Linked DNA regions of Mus musculus: regions 1 and 3 are each linked to region 2. Evidence: chromatin contacts called from public promoter capture Hi-C data. All regions are on one chromosome and are shown on one strand. The core of a region is the stretch at or near the end of the contact, and the rest is flanking DNA. Distances in the headings are between cores, read along the strand shown. Region 1 overlaps Def8 (differentially expressed in FDCP 8). Region 2 holds the start of Cyba (cytochrome b-245, alpha polypeptide). Region 3 overlaps Afg3l1 (AFG3-like AAA ATPase 1).

Region 1 (3,570 bases), core at 278-2,777, 1.0 Mb after region 2:
CAGGTGGCTCATTGTTCAGATCCTCTCACAAGTTGGGGTACAGTTTCCTTACTAGCTAGTCACTACCACTGGGATCAGGGGCCCCCAAGTCAACCCAGGGTCACCTGGGTTTGGAATCTGAAACATTGATGGCACCTTCATCTTCAAAATCTGAGGTCTGGAGACAGTTGGAAGGCACGCATCTTCTTTTCTCCTAAGTTTCAGGTTGTTTTGTTTTGTTTTGTTTTGTTTTGTTGGAGACAGGGTTTCTCTGTGTAGCCCTGGCTGTCCTGGAACTCACTCTGTAGACCAGACTGGCTTTGAACTCTGAAATCCACCTGCCTCTGCCTCCCGAGTGCTGGGAATAAAGGCGTGCGCAACCACTACCCGGCAAGTTTCAGGTTCTTAAGGAGTGAGTGTGGCCGGGTAGTGAAGATGCATGCCTTCAATCCTAGCACTTGGAGGCAGAGGCAGGTGGATCTCTTGAGTTTGAGGCTAATCTGGTCTACAGATTGAGTTCTAGTGCAACCAGGTTCCATAGAGAAACCCTATCTTGAAAAAAAAAAAAAAAAAAAACAAGAAACAGAAAAGAAACAGATGTTAGAGTTGATTCCCTTTGGAGTCCCCAAGGGTGTTTTATAAATGGCACTTTACATACACACCTGTTTGGCTTCGTCTGTATTTTGTTCAACAGATTTGTTTTGAGGAGAAAAGAGAAAGGAGAGACCTAGTATGTTTGGAAAGCCCTTTAGTTTTATGCACGGCATCTCTACCTTATTTGAGAGAAACAGTGACTCTTCTCTTCCTCTTCCTCTTCCTCTTCCTCTTCCTCTTCCTCTTCCTCTTCCTCTTCCCCTCCCCTCCCCTCCCCTCCCCTCCCCTCCCCTCCGTTCTTGTCCCTTCTCTTCAGACAGAGTTTCTCTGTGTAGCTCTGGCCATCCTGGAACTCAATCTGTAGACCAGGCTAGCCTCAAATTCAGAAGTCTGTCAGCCTCTGCTTCCTGAGTACTGGGATTGAAGGTCACACCTTGAATCCTTTAAAGGCAGTGACCCAAGCCTTCAGAAGTTTCTAAGGCCAGCTTTAAACTTGCTCTGTAGCCTAAGCTGGTCTTGATTTTTTTAATTCTCCTGTCTCAGCCTCTCAAGCAGTTGGATTCCACGCCCATGCCGTCGAGCCCAAGGTGTTTTATGTTTCTTATAACATGTCACACTTCCACTTAGCCGCAAAAATGAGCTCCAGAGAGGAAGGACAGACAGCACTACCTTTCTGCCTGAGTCTTTAGAAATCTATCTCATGGAAGGAGGAGGGTGTCTCCTGAGGACAGAGTCAGCTGACTTCCCTGGCTTTCAGGTCTGAATGGAAAAGGAGCAGTCTAGGCGTGGGGCCTTAGCTAGACTGAGCCTTTGGGTCGGCATATGAGAGAGCACCCAGAGGTGCTGAGTCTGGGGTGACTGCAGCATTCGGCTGCTCTGCTGGCTCCTCAGCCGTTAAGCCAGAAGCCTCTTCCTCATCTTCTCAGCCTTTTTAGAGATGAAAAAGCTTGGCTAAGAAAGCTGTTGGGTTTGGATTTCTAAAGAGGAAGTGTGTTTGTGCTTGTAATGCTGGGGCTTCTGGTGTGTTAGATAAGCATTCTACTTACCTAACTGCTTACCTAAGTGATACACCCAGCCTTAGAAGTCACCCCTCAAGACAGAGTCCCTCTGTATAGCCCTGGCTGTCCTGGAACTCACTCTGTAGACCAGGCTGGCCTCGAACTCAGACCTGCCTCCTTCTGAGTCTCCCAGCACTGCCTCCAGGTGCTGGAATTAAAGGTGTGTGCCATCAGACCTGGTATTTTTTTTTTACAATTTTCTTAAATGTGTGTTTGATGTATGAGTCTGTACATGATCTCATGTGTGTATGACACATATGTGCAGAGGCCAGCTGTCAATGTCAGGAGGCCCTCTCTATTGCTATCTACTCTATCTATCTATCCATCCATCCATTCATCTATCATCTGTTTACATAACTATCTATCTGTCCACCCATCCATCCACCTACCATCTGTTTATATAACTATCCTTCTATCTTACTACCTGTCAATCATCTGTCTAAATATCTGCCTGTCATCTGTCAGTCATCATCTATCATCTGTCTGTCGGTCTGTCTGTCAGTCTGTCTGCCTGCCTGCCATCTCTCTGAGATAGGATTTCACTATGTAGCCCTGACTCACTATATAGACCAGGCTGGCCTTGGACTCACAGAGATCCTCTTGCCTCTGCCTCACTTGCTCCATCTTATTTACTTGGAGACAGAGTCTCTCACTGACCCTGGAGCTCATTCAGCCAGAACAGCTGGCCCAGAACTGGAGGGATCACCGCATTTCCCTTCCCAAGCACCGGGATTACAGACATGTTCTGCCGTGCTCCCATGCTCCGCGTTTGCTCCGTGTGCTGGGGAATTCCTCCTCAGATCCTCATATGTCCATGGCAAGGACTTCACTTACGGAGCCATCTCTCTCTAGCTCCTGTTTTGTCTTTAAGATAATCTTAAGAAGCCCAGGTTAAAGCCGGCCGTGGTGGCGCATGCCTTTAATCCCAGCACTAGGGAAGCAGAGGCAGGCGGATTTCTGAGTTCGAGGCCAGCCTGGTCTACAAAGTGAGTTCCAGGACAGCCAGGGCTATACAGAGAAACCCTGTCTCAAAAAACCAAAAAAAAAAAAAACCAAAAAATAATAATAATAAGAAGTCCAGGTTAGTCTCAAACTTGCTATGCAGCTGAGGGTAAACTCTTTTTTCCCCTTCCTCTTTTTGAGACAGGTCTATAGCCTACTCTCTCCTCCAGTTTAACCTCTGACCTTCCTGCCTCCACCTCCTGAGTGCCTGAATTATAGACCTGCATCGTCAAGTGTGGCTTATTTGGACTGAACCCAGGATGTCGGTTATGCTTGGCACGTTCTTTATCAACAGAGCCACATCCCCAGCTGTAGAAGCTGTTTGTGAAACATAGCCTGAATTCAGTGTTCAGAGGCCCGTGGGCAGATCAGTCCAGCTAGGAGCAGGGAGCATGGATGGAGTCTTTTTGTTTGTTTGAGACAGGGTTTCTCTGTGTAGCCCTGGCTGTCCTAGAACTCACTCTGTAGACCAGGCTGGCCTCAAACTCCGAGATCCATATGTCACTCATGTTCTTCTGTGTTACTAACTCTCCTGGGCCTTGAGTAAGTCCTCCTTTGGGTGAGGGAGCTAAGGTCTGCTATATTACTCATGGGGACAGGCCTACCTTCCATGGGGAGAAACTTTTAAGTGGTCATCTGACTGCTGCCTTCCAACCCGGGCAGGGTCTCTTCCTGGCCTCTGATGTCCAGCAGCTGCGGCAGGCCATCGAAGAATGCAAACAGGTGATCCTGGAGCTGCCCGAGCAGTCAGAGAAGCAGAAGGACGCTGTGGTGCGGCTGATCCACCTCCGGCTGAAGCTCCAGGAGCTGAAGGTGGGTTCAGACCTCTGACCTGCCCGCGGCGCCGCATGGAGGCAGGGGACAGGGAGCTGTCCTTCTGTGGTCTTTGAGAGGCTCAGGTAGGGACAGAAAAGCAGAGTGAAAGTTAGGCTAGCTA
Region 2 (3,545 bases), core at 817-3,316:
GCTACCCATAGTCCTTAGGGACTCATGTCCTCACTGTGAGCTTCTGCTACACTGACCACCATGAGTGGGAGGGGTCATTCTTTACCCAACAGGGAGACCCAAGGACTGATTCTCAAGCCCCTGGCTTGCTGAAGTGATACACTGTAACAGAGGGTTCAATCCCAGGGAAGCCCACTATCTGAGGTTGATGTCTCAGCAGGTGGCATCTGAGTCAAGACTGAAAAGGAGGCATCAGCTGTGACCCCAGCCAATTGTACAAAAAGCCCCCCCCCCCCGCCCCCCTCCCCGTGCACATTCAGGAAACTCAGAGACAGAGAAGGAGCAACCTAGCAAGGAAGGCAGGAAGAGCCCAGGAGACAAGCAGGGGGGTCAGGAACGGGCTTTCGTCTTGAGATGGAGCCAGGTAATGGGGCCAGAACAGATGGAATTTTCTGTGATTTAGAAAAAAACAAAATAGGGGGCTGGAGAGATGGCTCAGGGATTAGTAGCGAGGGTTGCTCTCCAAGGGACCTGAGTGGGGTTCTCAGCACCCGCATCAGGCAGTTCAGAGCCACCCGTATGTAACACCAGCTCCATGGGTTCCAATACCCTCTTCTAGCCTTTGTCTGCAAGCGCCCCCGCACTTACACACATGGCCAGACACACACACAATCTGAAAAAAATCAAATGTTAAAAAAACAAAAGGAAACAAAGTACATCCCTGTTGATTGGACCTAGACAGTTCAGAACCTTCCCAGGACAGTTGTGCTTTCCCGTAAAAAGAAAAGTTAGCGGAAGTCACACTCGGTGGAGAAAGTAAGTGGCCACAGCCTGTGACTCCTCAGCACAGGAGACTTGTGTCAGCCTGAACACCCTGAACAATTAGCTGAGGCAGTACATAGAGACCTTAGCACACACGAGGACAGGAGACACTGCATGGACAGCGCTCGCCAGGTCTTCCCACCCTTAGGTGTGTCTGGCACCCCCACTTCCTGGAGGTAACTTTTGAAACCGTCCATAGTGGTCACAGGACAAACCACTACTGGCAGGAGGCTGGGAAGGGTAAGAAGGGAGACTGCAGGTGGGGGAGGGGCGCCATTTTCAAAAGGTTGGGGTTGCAAGGCCTTCCACGGGAGCTTCCAGCGTGGGCTGGGGGAGATTTCTCTATCACCTCTTCGATGCGCTATTCCCGGGTGAGTGGAGGGGGGTCTGGGCCATCCTCCCTGCCCTGGCAGGTCTTTTCTGGCTCCCTTCGGCTTTGAGGCATGTCTGCAGTTTCTAGTCTCAGGCCTGCTGCTCATGGTCTGGTCTATTAGGTTCCTTTCCTGGTACAGTGAAGCCCAGGGGTCCCACTGCCCCTTGGCAAACCTCCCAGACAAGCTGAACTGTTCAAGCCACGGCCAGTGTCAACCTGACTAAAGACTAGTGTCCTGCATCTTAACTCGGCAGGCCATCAGGGCTAAGATCACTCTGAGGGGTGTCCAGACTCTTGTGAAATAGTTTCTGCGCACACTTCGCTTGTGGGATGGAGCCGATTGCTCCTCTAGGATGAGCTTAGCTCCTATCCCAGGCCCCTCGGGGAGAAGCCGGAGCCCGAGTGACCTCAAGGCCAGAGTCCCAACTCCTGGCCAAGTGGGCTGTGCGCAGAAGAGGGTCTTCCGGGGGTTTTCCTAACCAGGCGGGAAACCACCGAGTGAATGTCTCTTCCCCAGCTGTAAGCAACTTCCTCCTCTGAGGTCCCAGCGCGGACCCAACAGGGTGCAGGGCGGGGTCGCCTCTAGAACAGGCGGCCGAGCACGGCCTGCAGCGGCCACCGCCCGTCCTGTGCCCGGAGGCCCCGGTAGGTCTCTCCGAGGATCCGCGCTTTGAGGTCCGCAGAACCAGCCCGAGCCCTGCTTCCCCCGCGGTGCCCCACGGGTCCTGAGCAACCCCTCCACCCGCAGCCCACCTCACTCACTCAGGCCAGACGCCAGCGCCTGTTCGTTGGCCCACATGGCCCACTCGATCTGCCCCATGACGAGGACCCTGCGCACACGCAGCAGCCCGGTCCAACTCTGCAGCCCACTTCGCAAGTCCTCACTGATCGGCCCGCCCCCTGCTCAGGCCCCGCCCTGTCGGGCTGTGCCCCAGAGGCCTCCTCTGCACCTTCCCTTTGAGCCTTGGTGGGTGGGACAGTCTCCCCATCGACCTCTCTCTCCAGCTGGAAAGTACCAGGGCCACTTGTGACTGCTTGTGACTTGTGACCGTACCCCCCCAGGGCCAGAGGCGTAAGTCACTTCATCCACCTGCTCCTCTAGTTATCAGATAAAGGCTGCTCCCTAAAAGGAGATGAGGTTACTTCCGACCCACTGTGAGCTGGGGCAGGTGTGTGTCCTGGGTCACGTGACTACGGGGTGGGGGTAGGGGACCATAGTGTGCAAGGCTGGGAAAACCCAGAAAGCAGGGGACAGAACACCGGAACACCGTTGTTCTGTTGTCTCTTTCCTCTGGCCTAGACCAGCTCCAGCAGCTGTTGCATGTATGCTGGGGTATGACTTAGGGTGGTCACAAGGTGGCAGGAGACTCTCACGGGGCTGGCTTGTGGGCAGTGGGAAGTGTTCCTGGCAGGACCCACTTCAGCCCCCACCTCTCCACTACATAGGGAAACAAGACTGAACTCAATGGCGGGTAGGACCCAGCAGATCAGTAGACCAGAGACCCTAAAGCGCTGGTTTAGGAAGAAAGAAGAAAGCACAGCCCACACGGGCAGGCAGGAACAGCACACTTTATTCCTGTGGTCCTCAGGTCCACTGACTGCACCCTCATGAGGCACCCACACACACAATGGACCCTACCTGTGGGCTCGACAGCCCCTACCCTCACCAGGAGGCTTTATAAAGAAACTGTGGCCTGAGTCTCAGCAGAGAGGCACCGCTGTCTGAGCCATCACGCTTAGATGGTTACTGAGGCCCTCAGAGCATCTTGGGGGAGGGGGGAGGCACCGACTCCCCATCCCTGATGAGCAGCTGTCTGGAGTGCTGGAAGGTCCATCGAGTGGGTCAGCTAGCCCTTCAGAAACCAGCGGGGAACCGGAGGCACTTGAGAGGGGTTCCCGTGATCGCCTAGATGGCTGCCCATCACACTCGACATCCCCCAGTATAATCGATCATCAAGCAGCCCTTCAGGAGAGGCTGACCAGCAGGCCAGCTCCCGAGTTCCAGTGGGCAACCCCTTTCTCCAAATGGCACTGGACGTGGAAGAGGTCAAAGGTCCCGTTGTGGCAGTCCATCCTGGCCTAGCAGATGATCATGAGTGTCGTCTAGGACTTGAGGTCCTGGTCCGACCTGGGGGGAGAAAAATCAGTGTCCAGTCATGGGGTGCGGCAGTAGCCGCTGCTCCGGAGACTTTACAGGTCAGAGACTCTAAGGCAGGATTAGATTGGGGGGGGTGGTGAGACACGGGTGGGTCCCTTCGTGGTAAGTCCACACCAGCTTGCGCAGGATGAGCCTCTCAAGCTGCCTGGGGTTCCATTCCGGGCTAGATTGTGGGGATCTTAGTGACCCTCATCTCGTGTGAAAGGAGGGACC
Region 3 (3,898 bases), core at 1,247-3,746, 1.1 Mb after region 2:
CACCCTGCGCCCACATGCATACACAGGGCATAAATAAACACAATTTTAAAAGTTCTTAAAATTAAGTATCTAAATATTCTCAAAGATCTAAAAGAAAACACGGACAAAGAGCTAAAGGAAATCAGGAAAACCATTCCAATAAACAGAGAGTGGATGTATAGACGGATCCAAGTATAAGTCTGGAGCTGAGCCAGGCAAGTTGGCGCACGCCTTTAATCCCCGCACTTGAGGGGCAGAGGCAGGCAGATCTCTGTGAGTTCGAGACCAGCTTGGTGTACAAATTGAGTTCCAGAATAGCCAAGGCTCCACAGAGAAACCCTGTTTCAAAAAACTGAAGAAATAACCAAATAACTAAATAAATCTGGAGGTGAAAATTACTCTAAGAAGGCTGTGGGACTTACTGGAAGGACAGTAGGAGGGTTGGGCAGGCAGATGACAGGGATAGGTCAAACCAAATGTTCAAGTCTGTGGACCAGAAAGAAGAAAATGGAGACTAGGAAGAGCCTCGGCCTGTGGCAGCCCAGCACCACCTGTTAGACTTGTGGAAGGGACAGGACAGAAAATAAACACAGAGGAATATTTAAAGATGTGACAACACAAAACTTCCCAAACTAGATAAAAGACATGCATACATATGTCCAAGAAACTCAGTGACCTCAAATGCAGGAATAAACTCAGGTCCAGAGAGAGACTGGAGAGGCGAGGATGAAACCCAAAAGGAAGCAGAGACGCGAGCTTCCGAGTGACACGGGGTCCTCCGTGATGAGCTCCTGCTTCTGTTTAGAAACAGGAGACTGAAGCAGTGCTGAGAAACCGTGACTGCCAGAGTTCATTGACACATTGTAAAAGGCAGGAGGAGCATTCTGTAGATCTGCCCTGTATGAAATGCAGGCAGCTCTCCAGGCCGAAGCAGGAGGCTGAGTGATGGTAACTTGAGGCCATAAGGAGAAACACATTTGCAAAGGTGGCTGCATAGGTGCGTTTTTTTATTTGTGATTTATTATCTTTTGGTTTATAACTTTTTCCCGTAATATTTTTTTAAGTTACAGAAAATCAATTGTAGGTCTGTAGTAAGGAGCACAGTCCGTGACTCCTTTGGATGCCTACGAAGTGGGGGGAGGTAAGAAGAGCAGAGTGTGTTCTTCTGAAAGCCAGAAATGAAAACACTGGTACTGAGTTTTAGAATTAGAAGTGGCGCTAGCTGCAAGGGCCTCCTAGTGGCCAGATGAATCTTGTGAAAGCTGAAGGACTCACACTTTGCCACACAGGCACTGTTGTTGTGTTTTATGGAGCCAGGTGTGGTGAGGTGGGAGGGGTGCCTCGGAGGGCCCATGCTGAGGCATCCCTTCCCCATGAGGGACCAGCCACACAATGTATAGTGTAGAATAGGGTTTATTTAGGGCATGGGGAGGGGATTTGAGAAGGGAGTAGAGACAGAGAAAGACAGAGAGAGATAAGGAGAGGAGAGACCATGAACTCATGGTGAGAGGGGGGAGGGGAGGGGGCAATGGAGAAACAGTTCAGGGAAAGGAGGGCAGAGAGAGTAAGAGGGTGGGGGGGGGGCAAGCAGCCCCTTTTGTAGTAAGCCAGGCCTACCTGGCTGTTGCCAGGCAACTGTGGGGTGGGGCCAAGAAGAAATGCTAACATTCCTCTGTTTTGGTGTAATTAAAAAAAGGAGCCAGGTGCCTTTAATCCCAGCACTCTGGAGACAGAGGCAGGCAGATTTCTGAGTTCGAGGCCAGCCTGGTCTACAATGTGAGTTCCAGGACAGCCAGGGCTATACAGAGAAACCCTGTCTCGAAAAACCAAAAAAAAAATAGTGACCAGTGAAGCAATTTCTGTCTAACGTCTGTGTCCTCGGCTGTGCTTTAACCTGGGTTCTACCTCAGATTTTTCCTTGATTGAAGTTGATCTCGGTGGAACGCCAGCAGCCAGAAACACTGACTTGACTTTCTTCTCCTGACTCAGGTGCTGATATTTCCAATGTTTGCAATGAAGCAGCACTGATTGCTGCCCGCCACCTCAGCCCTTCTGTCCAGGAGCGGCACTTTGAGCAAGCCATCGAGAGGGTCATTGGAGGTGAGCCTGGGAAGGGACAGGTGATTTTTGGATAGCCCAGCCTCATTTCAGCATACAGGAAACAGTTCCGTATGCTGAAACGTCAGAACCAGGGCTCTCCCACCACTCTCCGTCCCCTCTGGTGTGTACAGGCCCTGGGAAGCCAGACCTGGGATTGGGTATAGATCTCTGTGGGGGGAGGGGAGCAGAGCTTGGGTGAGTGATGGTTCCAAGGAAAAGCCTGTGCCAAGCAGGGGCCATCCTAGGATGCCTGGTGCTTGAGTTCTCTCGGGACAGCAGTTAAAGGAGTGAATGTTAGTGAGTTTTCTTCGTGGGCTCCTCTGTCCCCAGCCAGCACGCTGGCCACCTGCGTAGCTCAGACAGTGGAGCAGCTCTGCCAGCCGTGCAAGCCAGGCAGGAACTGATGAGACGGAGAGCTAGCTGCCAAATGATGATGTGGCTGGTCTGGTGTGGTTCCTAGAGAGGGAGTCGGGCAGATGGTTGTATAGATCCGTCCTCAGTCAAAAGCTGGCCAGGTTGGCAGTCATGTTTGAGCTTCATTCATCACTGAGGTTTTGTGTTGGCTTTGAAGAGTAATAGTTTGGAGGCCATGCAGTCTTGAGGGCTGCTCCAGCAGCTCGGGGGAGCTAATCAATCCGTCCTCGCAGTGGTGGTTATCTGCTCTCTCTGCCCAGCACCTGTTGTAAGTGTGCTCATTGGACCTTGAGAACAGCCTCTGTGTATCGCTTGGGTGTTGCCTCTTGATACGACACAGACAGCGATCCTGGGATTTGGACTTATAAGTTGGTTGGCTGAGAGTGGCTTGCTTTAAATATTTTGTTTTTAGATTTATTTTTATTTTTCTATGTGTGTGGATATTTTTTTGCCTATATGTATGCCTGTGTACAGCACATGTGTAGGACCCACAGAGGGGGTGGGATCCCTTTGGACCCGGAGTTACACATGCTTGTGAGGTGCTGTGTGGGTGTTGGGAACGAAGCCCTCGACTTCCTGAAGAGCAGCCAGTGCTTCTAACCTGCTGAGCCATCTGTCTGGCCCCCAAGTGGCTTTCTAAAACAGGATGAGTCAGGTTTGGGTACAGTGAGTGAATAGAGTGCCCTCCAGTTCTGGGAGATGGCTTTCACGCCCGAGTAGAGTAGAACGGAGCTGGTGCCGAGGGAAGCCTGTCTGACACGGGAGCGGTTCCTGACTGGCCTGGGACTGGGGTCTGGCAGGCAGTCCAGCTGGGTGCCGAGGGGGTTTGGGAGTGGACGTTCTGCCCTTGTTTCTCACTCCTTGGAATGTGGTTTGTAGGCCTTGAGAAGAAGACCCAGGTCCTACAACCCAGTGAAAAGACAACTGTAGCCTACCACGAGGCTGGGCATGCAGTGGTGGGCTGGTTCTTGGAGCATGCAGACCCTCTGCTGAAGGTCAGTTGCTCAAGCTGTGTTTATCAGCTGATGGCCTTGGCAGCCTCTGGGCCCAAGTACTGTCTCCAGCTTTCTAGGTGTCAGCCCATGTGGGTACAGCACACTCATGGATAGGGTTCTACAGCTGTTCTACTCTCCGTTCTGTGTGTGCGTGTGTGCGTGCGTGTGTGTGTGTGTGTGTGTGTGTGTGTGTGTGTGTGTGTGTGTGCGTGCGCGCGTGTGCATGTGTGCATGTGCACGTGCCTGTGTGTACACACATGTGATGGTCAGAGGTGGGAGCCAGTTTTCTTCTCCTGTATGGGTCCTGGGCATTAAACTGGTCATATGGTTTAGTGGTCAGAGCTTTTACTGCCTGAACTGTCCCCCAGCCTCCCTTAGTTTTCATGTAGTCATGGGTCTGTAATTTGTCA

What was found. Promoter capture Hi-C pulls out the DNA fragments that hold promoters and counts their contacts.
Region 1: a contact with region 2 is called in a promoter capture Hi-C map of neutrophils, with 3 times the contacts expected there. The contact joins the enhancer-like site here to the promoter of Cyba in region 2. A contact is called at or near these places in 2 of 39 promoter capture datasets (neutrophils and pre-B cells), 5 of 115 datasets of contacts at active chromatin or transcription factors (astrocytes, embryonic stem cells, extraembryonic endoderm stem cells and 2 more) and 1 of 9 other capture datasets (adipose tissue).
Region 3: a promoter capture Hi-C map of hippocampal neurons shows a contact between it and region 2, with 2.2 times the contacts expected there. The contact joins the enhancer-like site here to the promoter of Cyba in region 2. A contact is called at or near these places in 4 of 39 promoter capture datasets (hippocampal neurons, liver and pre-B cells) and 3 of 115 datasets of contacts at active chromatin or transcription factors (astrocytes, pancreatic cancer cells and stem cell-derived neural progenitor cells).

What each region holds. Positions count from the first base shown.
Region 1 is chr8:123,449,449-123,453,018 of GRCm38.p6, forward strand. Def8 (differentially expressed in FDCP 8) reads left to right here. Exons shown (of 12, transcript NM_054046.5): 4 at 3,297-3,446. Among named protein-coding and RNA genes, the nearest start is that of Def8, 8.3 kb to the left of the region's middle. Within about 2 kb of position 1,528, at least 39 of the 459 cell types and tissues checked have an H3K27ac peak or open chromatin away from gene starts, as enhancers often do. A contact at or near this core is called in neutrophils, where this site is marked.
Region 2 is chr8:122,430,874-122,434,418 of GRCm38.p6, forward strand. Cyba (cytochrome b-245, alpha polypeptide) reads right to left here and starts at 2,067. Exons shown (of 6, transcript NM_007806.3): 1 at 1,937-2,067. The coding sequence starts at 1,994. Mvd (mevalonate (diphospho) decarboxylase) reads right to left here. Exons shown (of 10, transcript NM_138656.2): 10 at 2,723-3,302. The coding sequence ends at 3,222.
Region 3 is chr8:123,496,620-123,500,517 of GRCm38.p6, forward strand. It overlaps Afg3l1 (AFG3-like AAA ATPase 1), which reads left to right. Exons shown (of 17, transcript NM_054070.3): 13 at 1,969-2,079; 14 at 3,373-3,488. Among named protein-coding and RNA genes, the nearest start is that of Dbndd1, 17 kb to the right of the region's middle. Within about 2 kb of position 2,497, at least 13 of the 459 cell types and tissues checked have an H3K27ac peak or open chromatin away from gene starts, as enhancers often do. A contact at or near this core is called in hippocampal neurons, where this site is marked.